3 separate regions of the Mus musculus genome follow, and all the other regions are linked to region 2. Evidence: chromatin contacts called from public HiChIP or PLAC-seq and Micro-C data. All regions are on one chromosome and are shown on one strand. The core of a region is the stretch at or near the end of the contact, and the rest is flanking DNA. Distances in the headings are between cores, read along the strand shown.

The links. A called contact is a pair of places that touch in the nucleus more often than the background predicts. HiChIP or PLAC-seq counts read pairs in DNA pulled down with a chosen protein or histone mark.
Region 1: a FOXA1 HiChIP or PLAC-seq map of pancreatic cancer cells shows a contact between it and region 2. The contact joins the promoter of Psap here to the enhancer-like site in region 2. A contact is called at or near these places in 1 of 39 promoter capture datasets (embryonic stem cells), 1 of 484 Hi-C or Micro-C datasets (the N1E-115 cell line), 5 of 115 datasets of contacts at active chromatin or transcription factors (the NIH/3T3 cell line, astrocytes, bone marrow-derived macrophages and 2 more) and 2 of 9 other capture datasets (adipose tissue and macrophages).
Region 3: a contact with region 2 is called in a Micro-C map of the HL-1 cell line, with 2.1 times the contacts expected there. The contact joins the promoter of Pald1 here to the enhancer-like site in region 2. A contact is called at or near these places in 3 of 39 promoter capture datasets (embryonic stem cells and stem cell-derived epiblast-like cells), 2 of 484 Hi-C or Micro-C datasets (the HL-1 cell line and embryonic stem cells), 2 of 115 datasets of contacts at active chromatin or transcription factors (embryonic stem cells and pancreatic cancer cells) and 1 of 9 other capture datasets (liver).

Annotation. Positions count from the first base shown.
Region 1 is chr10:60,276,219-60,280,479 of GRCm38.p6, forward strand. Psap (prosaposin) reads left to right here and starts at 1,410. Exons shown (of 15, transcript NM_011179.3): 1 at 1,410-1,564. The coding sequence starts at 1,525.
Region 2 is chr10:60,815,668-60,819,693 of GRCm38.p6, forward strand. All of the region lies in intron 1 of Unc5b (unc-5 netrin receptor B), which reads right to left. Among named protein-coding and RNA genes, the nearest start is that of Unc5b, 14 kb to the right of the region's middle. RefSeq lists an enhancer at 1-1,176. Within about 2 kb of position 1,399, at least 157 of the 459 cell types and tissues checked have an H3K27ac peak or open chromatin away from gene starts, as enhancers often do. A contact at or near this core is called in the HL-1 cell line, the N1E-115 cell line, the NIH/3T3 cell line and 4 more, where this site is marked.
Region 3 is chr10:61,381,811-61,386,007 of GRCm38.p6, forward strand. It overlaps Pald1 (phosphatase domain containing, paladin 1), which reads right to left and starts at 1,713. Exons shown (of 20, transcript NM_013753.2): 1 at 1,482-1,713.

The DNA.
Region 1 (4,261 bases), core at 160-2,659, 540 kb before region 2:
CTGCAGTTCCCAAGATCACAAATAAAGGCGTCTCTCGTTTGCCGTTTTCTGAGTTTGTATTGATTGACAACTGCAGAATGGCAGCCTGTGAATTTGAATCCTGAGTGTAAAGATGTAGGCAAATCTGTAACCTGTTTGTGCTTGAGTCTCATCTGTTAGCACGGCACGAATCACAATAAATGGGGGCTGGAGATGCCACTCAGTTGGTAGAGTCATTGCCCGACATGAGTTGAAGGCCTGGGTTTGGTTCCTAGAACCAAACAGAACATGTATGGTAGCACAGGCAGGCAGATCAGGATTTGGAAGTGACTGAAGTTCGAGGACTGCCTGAGATACACGAATCCTCAGCTGCACAGCCAGTTGTCAGCCTCTTTGGGCTACAGGAAACCCTGTCTTAAAAAACTAACCACTAGCCGGGCGTGGTGGCCCACGCCTTTAATCCCAGCAGGCAGACAGATTTCTGAGTTCGAGGCCAGCCTAGTCTACAAAGTGAGTTCCAGGACAGCCAGGGCTATACAGAGAAACCCTGTCTCGAAAAACCAAAACAAACAAACAAACAAACGAACAAAAAAACTAACCAAAAAAACTAATCACCGCCAGGCGTGGTGGCACACACCTTTAATCCCAGCAGCACTCGGGAGGCAGAATCAGGCAGATTTCTGAGTTCGAGACCAGCCTGGTCTACAAAGTGAGTTCCAGGACAGCCAGGGCTACACAGAGAAACCCTGTCTCGAAAAACCAAAAACCAAACCAAACCAAACCAACCAACCAACCAAACAAAAAACCCCTAACTACCACTGTACAAGGGTCAGGCAGAAGAATTACATGTTCAGAGACTTTCTGGGGAATTTGGTGACACCCTCTTTCAAAAATAAAGTAAGGAGTGAGCTGGGAGGGTGGGGGGAATGGTGGTGTGCAGCTTGGAGGTACAACACTTGATATCAAGTATAATGCCTTGGGTTCAATACCGGCGACTGCAAACAAAAATCCCTGCTCCCGCCCCCCAACCCCCAACCATTCTCCAAGGGGTTGAGGCAGAAGGTTGAGAGTTCCAGGTCTGCTGCGACACTGAATTGTCGACCAGCAAGGCCATAGTGACTCGGCATCTCAAAAACAAATAGTAATACTTAAAAGATGCTGGGGCTCAGGGGTGGGGTGGGGTGGGGGAGCACAAGATGCAGTTCAGGGCTTGGTACCAGCCCTGGGCTGGATTCCTCACATTGCAAAGGTAAAGAGAGGCGTTAGATACCGTTCGGCGCCTGACCTTGATTTAATCACCAGATATGGTTTTCTTTTATTACCACCACCCGCGCCTTCCCGCCACCTTCCCTGGGCGTTTTCAGCCTGCTCCTCTTCGCACCCTCCCTCCCCGCAGGCGCGCTGCGCGACGCTGAGTCAAGCTGCGCCCAGTTTGGGCGGGGCCCGCGCCTGCGCACTGGCGTCTGCGGCGAGGTTGGGGGGTAGATTTATATTCGTCTGGTCAGCTGACGTTCTGCATTGCAGCCTGCGAAGTGAAGCGGCGCCATGTACGCCCTCGCCCTCTTCGCCAGCCTTCTGGCCACCGGTGAGCTTAGAAGGGTCCCCTGGTCTGGTAGAGAAGAACGCTATAGCGTCCCCTGGGTCCCGGGAACCGGGCAGTCCTGCGGTACCGGCCTCGCCCTCCGCTCGCTTCCCGGGGCGCGCTTAGGCAGGCCTCGCTGTGCGCAGGCGCAGATCGGGGCTGGTGGCGGAGGGGGACCTGTTCCAGATTCTCTGCACTGGGGGACCACTGGGAGGTGGGAGAGACGTCTTGTCCTGTGTGTGCAGGCCTTGTGCAAGGCCTTGCGGGTGACTGCGGTTCTCCCTGGGATGGAGGTTGGGAGAGGTCACTCGATGACCTCTTCCGTCGCTGTGTTGACTCTATCCTGGTGTAGGTGATAGACATGGCCTTGAAGCCCCATCCTGCAGGTCAGGTCGGCCCGTGACCTCTGTCCCAGACTGCACTCGTATGGGAGTTGCAGGAAGCGTCTTTGTGTCTGCCCCGGGCCGGGGGGTGATTTTTTTGGCTTCTGTGTGAACTCAGGAGCGTAGTAGGTCTTGGAGGGAATTGTGTAGTCCCGATTGCATTGGAACTCTTAATTTTTTTGTTTGATCTGGCAAAGCCATTGGCCAGCCTTTATTTTATAGCAAGTGTTTCTAAAATGATTTTTCTTAAAAGCACTGCAGGTTGGCAAGGCAGCGCCAGGGGACTCACACTTGGAAGGCATAGGTAGGAGGATTTTGAATTTGAGGTCAGCCTGTGCTACACAGAAAGCTCAAGGCTAGTCTGGACTGTGTATGAGATTTTTTTTTTTTTTTTTTTTGTGCAAGAAAAATGAAAAGAAACGCACTTGGTCCTGCTTGCTCTGTGTCATACATAACTCGTGAGTTCTGATTCACCCACACCACCAAAACCAGACTTCTTTTTCTCTCTCTCTGTAGTATGGGCCATTGAACTTGGATCGTAACACACGGTAAACGAACATCCTCTACTGAGTCACACTATACCCCTTACCTGTTTCCTTGGAAAAATTATTTCTAATACACATGTAGTTCATTTGACTGCCAGTCTAGTTAACTGGGTTCCTTCTTCCTTCTTAGGTAGATGGGAGGACCCTGATGGCCTTGGTCTAAAACTCCAGGCTCTGTGCCTCACGTCAAGGTCATACTGAAGAATGGTAGCTTGTCTTGACTGTCCACCATTGAGTTGTTGGTTGTCTATGATGACTGCAAACCACGTGTGCTCCCTGAGGCTCTTAGGACTTATGGGCTCAGTGTGGCACTACTGTAGTTCAGGGTGCCACTCATAGCTTGCCTTTTAATGATGTTCTGGGTGCTTAGAATGTTCCAGGTCCCGTCTAGTCTTCACAAAGCCCTGGAGGTACAGACACTTGGTTTTGGTTACTCTCCAGCCCTCCAGCCTGACTGCCTTTCCCACCTAGACAGAAAACAAAGAATGCCAAAAGAATGAAAGGCCAGTTTAACCTCTGCCCATTTTCAGGCCCCATGGTAGAGGGAGAGCTCTGACTCCGGTGGGTTTTCTTTTGATCTCCAGAAACAAATGTAGATGTGCGTGCACCCCACCACACACACACACACACACACACACACACACACAAGCCTAACCAGCAGGGGACATCATTTGCTGCCTGCAGTGGTAGCCCCCCGACTCCATGCTGAGTCTTGCCTGCTTGCAGGAAACGAAGTGCCATATCTTAGTGCAGTGCCAGGACATGCAGTTGGGGGATTGCTCCAGTGGGAACAAGTGGGTCAGAGTTGGCCAGCCGAGCTTAGAGAGGTGGCAAGGTGCTGCCGGCATGGGGCAGATGCTCTCCATGAGGCTGAGACGGCAGGGCTGCTGTCATTGGGGCCGTGGCTAACCTCTGACTGAGGTCTGTGCACTCTGAGGCAGTGTGTTCTCTTGAGATGTTTTAGCACATGAGTTTGTAGCCTAGCCTGCTTAAGTTATAAACAGCAACAGGAACCCCCAGTTTCACCTGCCAAGTTAATCCTGTTTAGCAAAAGGTAGTGCTCTTTTTTTTTTTTTTTTTTTTTTTTTTTTTTTTTTAAAGACAGGTTCCTGCTTGTACCCTAGGCAGGTTGGCCTCTGTGCAGCATAGGTTAACCATGGAACACAATCCTCCTGTGTCACATAGGGGAGTCCTGAGATTACAGACGTGAGCCCCCATGCCTAGCTTCTCAGTTTTGTGTTTTCTGTGTCTGTCTGTGCAGTGTGGGGTATGCACGCCTCTCAAAGGCTGGAGGAGGCCACCACGCATGCTCCATTACACTTTTCTGTACTCCCTTGAGACCAGACCTCTCACTGAGCCTGGGAGACATGCCAGCAAGTCCCAGGCATCCTTCTATGCCCGCCCCCACAGTGCTAGGGGAGGGTGTGGCCACTCGCTGTTTGTGTGGGCGCTGGGGATCTGAACTCAGGCCCTGGGGCTTGCGCAGCAAAATGCAGCCATCTGCGCAGCTCATCTGGTCAGGTTCTTGAAGTGTATTGGACAGGTCGGCGTTTGGAAGTGTGTTGGATTTGAGTTGGATGGAATTGTCTAGGACAGAGAGGAGAGCCTAGCTTGTATTTTCTTTGTCTGTGATGCTGTGAACTCAAAAGGCCTTACGTGTGCCTGGCAAGCACCCTTGGCTCTTTACCTCTACGACTCCCATTTTTTCCTGTGAAACTGGACCGTCTAGGCTCTTGGCAGGGTCTGAAATGGACAGGAAGAAGGGCAGGTTG
Region 2 (4,026 bases), core at 149-2,648:
TACCCTTCGCTATAAAATGGGCTTTCCGGCTCTTGTCTGTCTTTTCCACATCTGACATTCTATGACTCTACCTAACAGCTCCTGAGAACCTGAACTACCTGTAATGAGAAAGCCAGGAGACACAGATAGCTCACATACAATATTCACAGAACATCAAATGGTGCCCATGTGCTCTGGGGCATCCTGGGAGCCAGCTGGGGGCCCAGATTTTAACTTCCTGGTGACCTCTGCCAGAGGCAGTAGCCCGGTTCATATCACAGGGACAGAGCCACAGAAGGAAATGCCAGCAAGGTTCTGAAGACTGAACCAGAGGGCATCTATTCTGTGCCCCACCCCCAGCCCCAGGGAGGCCTGGCTGGCCTGTCTCTCAGCTGTCAGCTGCAGAGCTGTTTCCCTATTAGCTGCTCTGGCTGCTGAAGGAGCAAGGAGCTCTGGACAGACTACAGAGCTGTGAACAAAAGCCAGGCCAGGCAGTGGCTGCCCTTGGGGCTGAAGTGATGGACAGGGGCCTGAGGAGCCACAGGGGAGGGGAGACAATGGGAGTGGGTGGGTGTCCAGGCAAACAGGTTTGGCCAGTGGAAGGGAAACTGAGAGTGAGCAGGAACCTCCAGCATTTTCCGGGGCTGTTATTCTAAGCAGCTTTTTATTTATTCAGAGGTCAGGGATGCGGCTTAACAACTGTCAGCTCGATATTTATTACAGGTGCATCAGCCTGGACCACGGACCCTGTGATGAGGTGACCACAGGACCTTCTTTCCCCCCACCACCCATCTCCTTAGTGTGGCTACTTGGAAACCTGCAAGGAAAGGCTGAAGGGCCTTACTTTGCTGAAAGACAGCCAAAGCCAGCTCTTGGTTTACTTTGGGGGAAACTGAGGCACCAATCTACCTCCAGATCATAGAGCATCCTGGTCGTTGTAATAAACTAATGCTCTGGAAGAGATCAGACTCCAGCAGCATTTAGAAATGCAGTTAGCAACCTGCCTGTCAGCCCAGAGGATCCAGGCACAAGACTGCAAGCCTTGCTTCCAACGTGCTCAAACTGCTACTGCCTCAGTTTCCCCTTCTGCATAAGCAGGGTCATGCCACCCACTTCCTACCTAGGCTGGAAGACACCCTGCAACTAGAATTTGCTTATTCACTTTTACGTGGCCCCGGGATGTGGGGAGGAGAGACTCAGAGTGTGGGGGGGGGGTCTCTCTATAGCCACCAAGTGCCTTCCTTATTAGGTTCCTAACAAAGGCTTCTAAGGAAGGCAGAGGCAACCAATAAATCTCCCTCACCAAGAGTCTCTTCCTAACAGACTGAAGACGTGTAAATGACCCAGTGCATTGCTGGGAGTGCCAACAGGCGGAAGTGGTGGTGACATCATGCGCCCATCCGGCTCCGAGCCTTCCAGCAGCCTGAGGTCAGCTCACAGAGCCCTGGCACCTCCCCCAGCAGCCCCACACCGAGCCAAGAGGAGCCTGGCACTGCCAGCGCTGGGGCTGGGCTGACAGCTTGGAGTCCCTCCTTCCTCACGTCCCCTCTCTGTGATGCTTCCCCCCCCACACACACACACTCCAACCCCCACCACCCCAATCGCATCCCTGAACAGCATTCACCAGCAAACGTGAGATTGCTGCTTCTCATATAACACATGAGCTGTGGTGTGAACTTCTGGTAAATGGAGATCTTATTTAAACTGCGTGCTATCAGGGGAGAAGAGACAGGTTCCAACACAGCTCAGCTCTGTTGCCAGAAAAAAGGAGATGCCGGCACTGCTGGAGCCCAGAGCCATTGGTGTCTCTCAGGCACCAGGAGAGGGGCAACAGGGCCCTGGACAGCACTTTGCCATTTATTTGGGAGAGACGGACAGGATACCAGTTTCCTAATAGGGTTTGGCAAGGTTACCTCACTAGGGAACTGTTTGCTCTGTGGGACAAAAGAATGCCGTAAGGTCACAGACATCTCCAGAATGACAAAATGTAGGTGGGACAGGAGGGCCCAGAGTATACCTAATCACAGCCCTCTGCCTTCTTTGCAGACAGAACTACAAAGGAACTGAAGTCCCAGCACCCAGCCTACAGCCACTGTTGCTGGAATCTCTGTGTGCCCACTGTTGGGGCTCATGGTTGGGGAATACAGGCTAGAATCTCTTGGAGCCTTGCAAAGACCCAATGTCTATGCCAGACTTAAATATGCAGACGGGGTTGGGGGGAGCAGGCGTGTGAACTCTAGCAAATTCTAGCTAACACTTCTGTGACACACTTAGTGACACACTTAGCGAGCAAATGTTCACTGAGGCCTACTCTGTGTGGGACACTGTTCTGGCCACTGGGCCATTCCCAAGGGACACAGCTCTGCCCTCATGGAGTGAGAAAGCCAGCTAAACCAGAGAACTTCTGTGTACAGGCACATGAGAACTCCAGGTGGTGGTAGGTGCTGATGGATGGGGCTGTTAAGCTTTCTAAGAGGGGACACCTGAGCGGACACAGGACAAAAAGCTGCCAGTCTGGTCAAACTGAGGGTTCCAGTGTTCCACAGTGGAGCAGATTTCCTTATGTGGACGCGAGGGCCCTTCTCCATGAGCTATGGAATCCACGCTTCTGCCAACACCCCTTACATTCACGAGGTGCCCATGGGAACATGCCATGTTCAAAATGTGCCTAGCCATTTGAGGCCAACAGACATTATAACACTTTCTCTCTTCAGGAAATTCTACAGGTGACAGGGCTATGGGGACAATGGAAAGTGTTTGATGGAATGAAGGAAGGGAGTGGAGTCTATTAAGCTAACCCTACACCTATCAGGTAGGGAAAGTCTCAGAGAGAAGTATACTGCTTAGATGTGGCCTCTCTGCTTTGAAGGGGGATGGGGACAATGGCCCCACTGCCCTCTCAAAGTTGTCACCACCACCAACCCCTTGCACCAAACCTACACCAAGTTTCTGCCACTCAGTTACACTCATGTAAATAGCCCATTCTGCCCATTCTCGCCATGGTACAAGCCTGGGACACACCCAGGGCACGTCCATGGCTCCTCCAGTTTGTGGAAGATGGGGATGGCCTTTCCTCTCACAATACCAAAACTACCCAGACAAAATGGTACCAGATAAGGCTGTGGAGTTTGAAGTCTGGTGAAATCTGGAATCTCGCCTGTAGGGAACATAGGTCCTAGCGATCCACCGCTCAATTACATCAAGAAAGAAAATAGGACAGAGTTGGGTTGGAGTGGCTGACCCACATACCCAGGGAGAGAGAGGGGCAGATGGACGTCTTCAGATGTCCCTGCTCAGGAAAAGCAGGCTGGGTCACTGGTCAGTCAGTGGACAGACAAGTGAAATCAATTTCTAGCATGGCGACTGGCTTATGGAGAGTCGTCCCTGATTCTACCTTTGGGGGAAGGCCTGGAAACCAGCTTGTGTGGCCTTAGCTCTTCTGGACACTTGGGACCAGCGGCTTCCCTCTCAGCTCAGAGTCCTGCTCAATCTGTCAAAAGTTTGCCTGGCGTTTGATCGCCAGAAACTCATATAAAAAAGGTAGGCATAACGGCCCACATTTGCAGTCCCAGCACTGGGGAGGCAGAGACAGGCTGGCTCCTAGGTCTATCTGACTTAGAGCTCTCCTAAGTGAATTCCACACCAGTTAGAGACCCTGTCTCCAAAAGAGATGGATGATTCATCCCTGAGGAATGACGCCCCAGACTGTCCTCTGGCCTCCCCACACATGTCAGCTTCACACGCAGGACTACATACACAAGCCTTGGAAGGTGTCCAGCAGGATGCGATTCTCACACTGGCTTATTCAAGTCCAGAGGTCACCCTCATTGCTCTGTGATGAGACTGTTGTTTACCGTCCCTAAGATGAACTGAGGACAGTTCTTTCTATTCCTAAACACAAGAATTCTCTAGAAAGAGCCTTGGAAGGAAAGCCGGGGGGGGGGGGGGGGGGGGCGGGGCGGGGGTTGGGGGGAGCAACGTGAGAGAGCCCCAGCACCCAGGGATTTTGCTTGGTTTCCTTTTCCAGCAGTGTCCTGGCAGTGGGCA
Region 3 (4,197 bases), core at 463-2,962, 570 kb after region 2:
ACCACCGGCTCCAAAGTATGGGGAACAACAGGGACGGAGCAAAGTCTCAGATACTACAGAGCGGCAGAGTAGGGTCAGAGTTGCCCAGAGCCCCACCCTGTCCACTCCATCACCAGAGAAGGGAGCAAAGTTGGGCCACCTCAGGCCGGTCTGCCCCCACAGGAAACCGCGTCTGGTCAATGCCTCCCACCCTTCCCTCCAGCCCCCACGAAGGAGACTCTTCAAAAAGGAAGTCAGGGCTTCCTCCTGGAAGGCTGGCTCAAACCTCAGCAGCCCCAAACCTGCGCTCCATCTGACTGGAGGAAACAAATGGGTCTTTGGACACCACCACCACCCCCAAAGCAAACAAAATATGGGGGTGGGGTGGACACACAGAAGCAGGAAGTCCTTGCCAGCCATCCTACGCTTGTTGCCCCCATCCCATCCCCCCACCCCCGCCCCCGCCCCAGCACCACCGCCGCACAAGGCGAGGTGCAAAGCGGTCCTGATTAGTAATGCTAATGAGGAGGGTGGGGTTGCCTGCACCAGGACATTTAAACACATCTATCAGCAAAGTCACAGGACACCCAGCGAGAGTACCCTCGCTGCGCCGGTGTTTTGCAATTCCCTTGAGGAACCTCCTGGCATTTTCTTCTAGGGCTACCAGCCCAGGGCTGGTATCAAACTCCCTATCAGAGAACTGGCCAAGTGTTTCTCTCTTGTCTTCCCTTGCAGGACAGAGCCACAACAGGACAGAGCCCTTCCAAGTCCTCCCACCTCCCACACTGTCTGTGCATGGCCCGGAGCCCACAGCCACAGGTGCTCTGTCACTGGCTGTGGGCAGACAAGGACCGGCCCATACTCTCTGGCTGGAAGACCAGAGATGCCTCAAGCTCACCCCGGGCCAGGCTTTTGTGGAGTCTGATTTACAAAACAAGGGCAGCTTGGCCACTACAAGGAACTGGGACAGTCAGTGTCCCAAACACTACCTTTCTATTAAGTCCATGTCTTTTGGGGGGAGGGGGGTGTCATGCTCAGGCACATGAATGTACTCACGCTCCACGCACACCCTCGCTCACACCAAGGAAACCCCACCTCAAAAGAGACCAAACCGAGCGGCGAATCAAAGCCAGTGCCTGCCAGGCCCCTCAGTTTGCTCCCTTGCCCCTGGGCCTCAAGGGTCCTGCAGATAAGTCTGGGGACCCCATGCCGGGGTCACAACGCGGCTATCTTTCCTAACTTCTTCGGAAGCCCAGCCCAGCTGGCCCGGAGGGCTCCCAGGCCAAGAAGTGCGGGTGTCGCCACTCCATGTTGTCCCTCACTCCGAGGGAAGCCAGAGTACAGGAGATGAGTCCGGGATCGACCTGCGCACAACCCGGGAGCAGCTCCAGCTTTGAGAAAGCATGGTGGCGCCGACCTGGGGCAGGCCTGGGTGGCTCGGACGCCTCCGCCCCAAACCGAGGGACCCCGATCCTCCCTCGGCGCGGCCCACGCGTGCTTACCTGGCAGCCGCAGCTCCGGGAGAGCGTCGCGCTATGCGGCCGGGGACTGCCGGCGCCGAGGCGGGCTTCGGGCACTACCCGCGCGGGCTCCAGATGACTCCGCCCACCCTCCCAGCCCATCCGGGGGCGGAGGCAGCTCCTGCTGTGTCCAGGCGGCGCAGACCCGGCCAGCCCGGGGCCACCGAGGCCAGGATCACCCCCAGAACCCCGCCTCGAGTCCGGATCCCCCCTCCCACGCCTGGGAGGGCGCGGTCACAGCTTCGGCCTCCGCCCACAAGGAGGGGGTGCGGACTTAAAGATACACTCACCCCACCACGGTCGGATAGGCACAACTCCCCTCCCCCCTCTTTCAATCCAGCCGGTTCCGGGCCAGCATCCTCCGTCTGCTCGCCCTACGCCTGGAGGAAAACCCTAGGGTAGAGGGAACCTGCGGGAGAAGCAAGTTCCTCTTTCCTTGTCTGGTCGGTTCCTTCTGGAAGATACCCAAGGCCGGCTTCCAATCTCCATGGCTGGAGAAAAATGCTTAGGCTGGTGGCGCCACACCCCCTCCCCTACTCCAGGGCCCCTGTTATGTCTGTAGCCCCGGGCTTCCCCTTTCTGCTTCTCCTGGACCCCAGAATCAGCATTTCTCCTGTGCCACTTGAGCTCCGTAGGGAAGGTCTGACGCCTCTCCGAATAGACGTCGAAGGATGAAGCCCTAAAAGAGCAGGTGGTCACCTTGACCGCTGGCTTAGGAAAATTGCAGCTCCCAGTCTTTGGAAGAAGAGCAGCCCCACTACCCCTACCCAACGCATCCAAGTGGTGGTGGGCTCTGGGGCTCTGGTACCTGACCCTTGACCTTGGATCACCCATGGGCACTTACTCACCCCTGCTTAGGTCTCAGGAAAGCCTCTTTGATGTATGGAATGAGGTCTCTCTCTGTCTCTCTCTCTGTCTCTGTCTCTCTCTGTCTCTCTCTCCCTACACTGAGGAATATTTCCTTCCTGCCTCTACCTGCCTTGGCCCCAGTCAGAGCTAGAGGGTCCTTGGCACGCTCTGCAGGGAGTTGTGACCAGGATGAAGACTTTGCAGGCCTGGCCTTTAGCCAAAATCAAGCTAGGGAACTTGAACTATGCAGAAGGAGGGCCTTGCAACCCTAAAAGGACTCATTAAGGGTGGTCTGGCCAGATACCCAGCATGTCTGCAGCGGTATCTCATCTGTGTAATCTTAGCAGGTACCTATGTACCTATCATTGTTCACACACACACATACACACACGGTCTCATATATCCCAAGTTGATTTTGTTCAATATTTAGTTAAAAATAACCTAGAAATTCTAAATCCTTCCTCCTGAATGCTGGGATTATAGGCACGGTCCCTCATTCTGGCTTATGCAGTGCTGGGTGTTGAAATCAAGTATTCTTGTGTATGCTGGGCATGCAAACACTCTAGCATATCCCTAGCCCTCGCTATTCCTATTTTAATACATGGGGAAACTGAGGCCCCAGGACTACCTGCCCTCTATGTCAGACTCCCTTCTGCCCATCCTAGGTGTGTGAGGAAGAAAGAGAAAGCCCAGAGGGTTGCTTAAGGACCATGGCCATCTTGGCTCCAGCCACACTTCACTCAGATTGGCCTACAGTTCCTTAACTGGGCTGTGTGACCCCCACCTTCTGCATCTTTGAGAGAGATGTTTGAGGAGCTACTGAGCTGGGGACCAGAGGCCTAAGTAAAGTGTGTAGCATATTGTCAGGCTCCATCCTTGGGCACAGTGTTCTTCCTGGTTCCTTTGTCACAGCTCCATGTCCCCATCCACTCAAGCCCCAAATGGGTCCCCTGCGGGCCTGAGGACAGGTTTCAGGACAGTTTGCTCACAGTGCCATAGCCAGGCATGTGCAAACACATGGTATAGAATGCACACACAGAGAGACTAGAACATACACATACATGCACAGTGCCCTGCACTGTCCCGAAGAAACTGGATCCCTGGCTGTGTGCCTCTAAGGACGGCACTTGGAGAGTCAGAGCATGTGTGATCTGTCTTTGGTCCCCAGCATATGCCTGACACATCATCTTCAGTGAGTGAAGATGTGTTATTCACACGTGTCTCTGCTCTTGTTGAATCCAGCAGAGAAGCCCTCTGTGGTGGCCCGAAAGAACAGCTGTAATCACAGCCCTTCAAACTCTAACCAACAGCCTCACAGCTTGGTGGAAAGGCCTCAGGAACTAGGAGGCAGAGACTTGGAGACGTCTCAGGTACAGGACACAGGTACCTTACCAGTTCCCACGTATGCCCCTGCTCTGCAGCCCTGGTCGTGGGCTGGGACAGGGAAGTCCCATGAGCCACAAGGACTAAACTCAGGCCTTGAGGGTCAGAGTCACCCCCACTTGCTTCTAAGATGGGGAGAGAGGTCACAGAGCAGCCAAGGGCACGATGAGCAGAAACCCTGTACTCTCTTCAGGCCCAGTAGAAATCAAGGATCAAGAAGCGGCTCTTCTAGCTAAGCCAGCCTGGAGCCTCTCAAATGCTGTAGACGTTTCTACAGTGCCAGCTGGAAGCTCACAGCAAAGCCGGGTCTCCTGAGAAAGGACCCATGGGTCACGGAACAGAACCTGAGAAAACAGAGTATTCAGGATCCAATTCTACACCTTCAGTACCCTACACAGGCTTAAAGAGTGGGGAACCCTGTACAGATGTGTTTGTGTGGAACACATCTGCACAATCAAGACTTGTG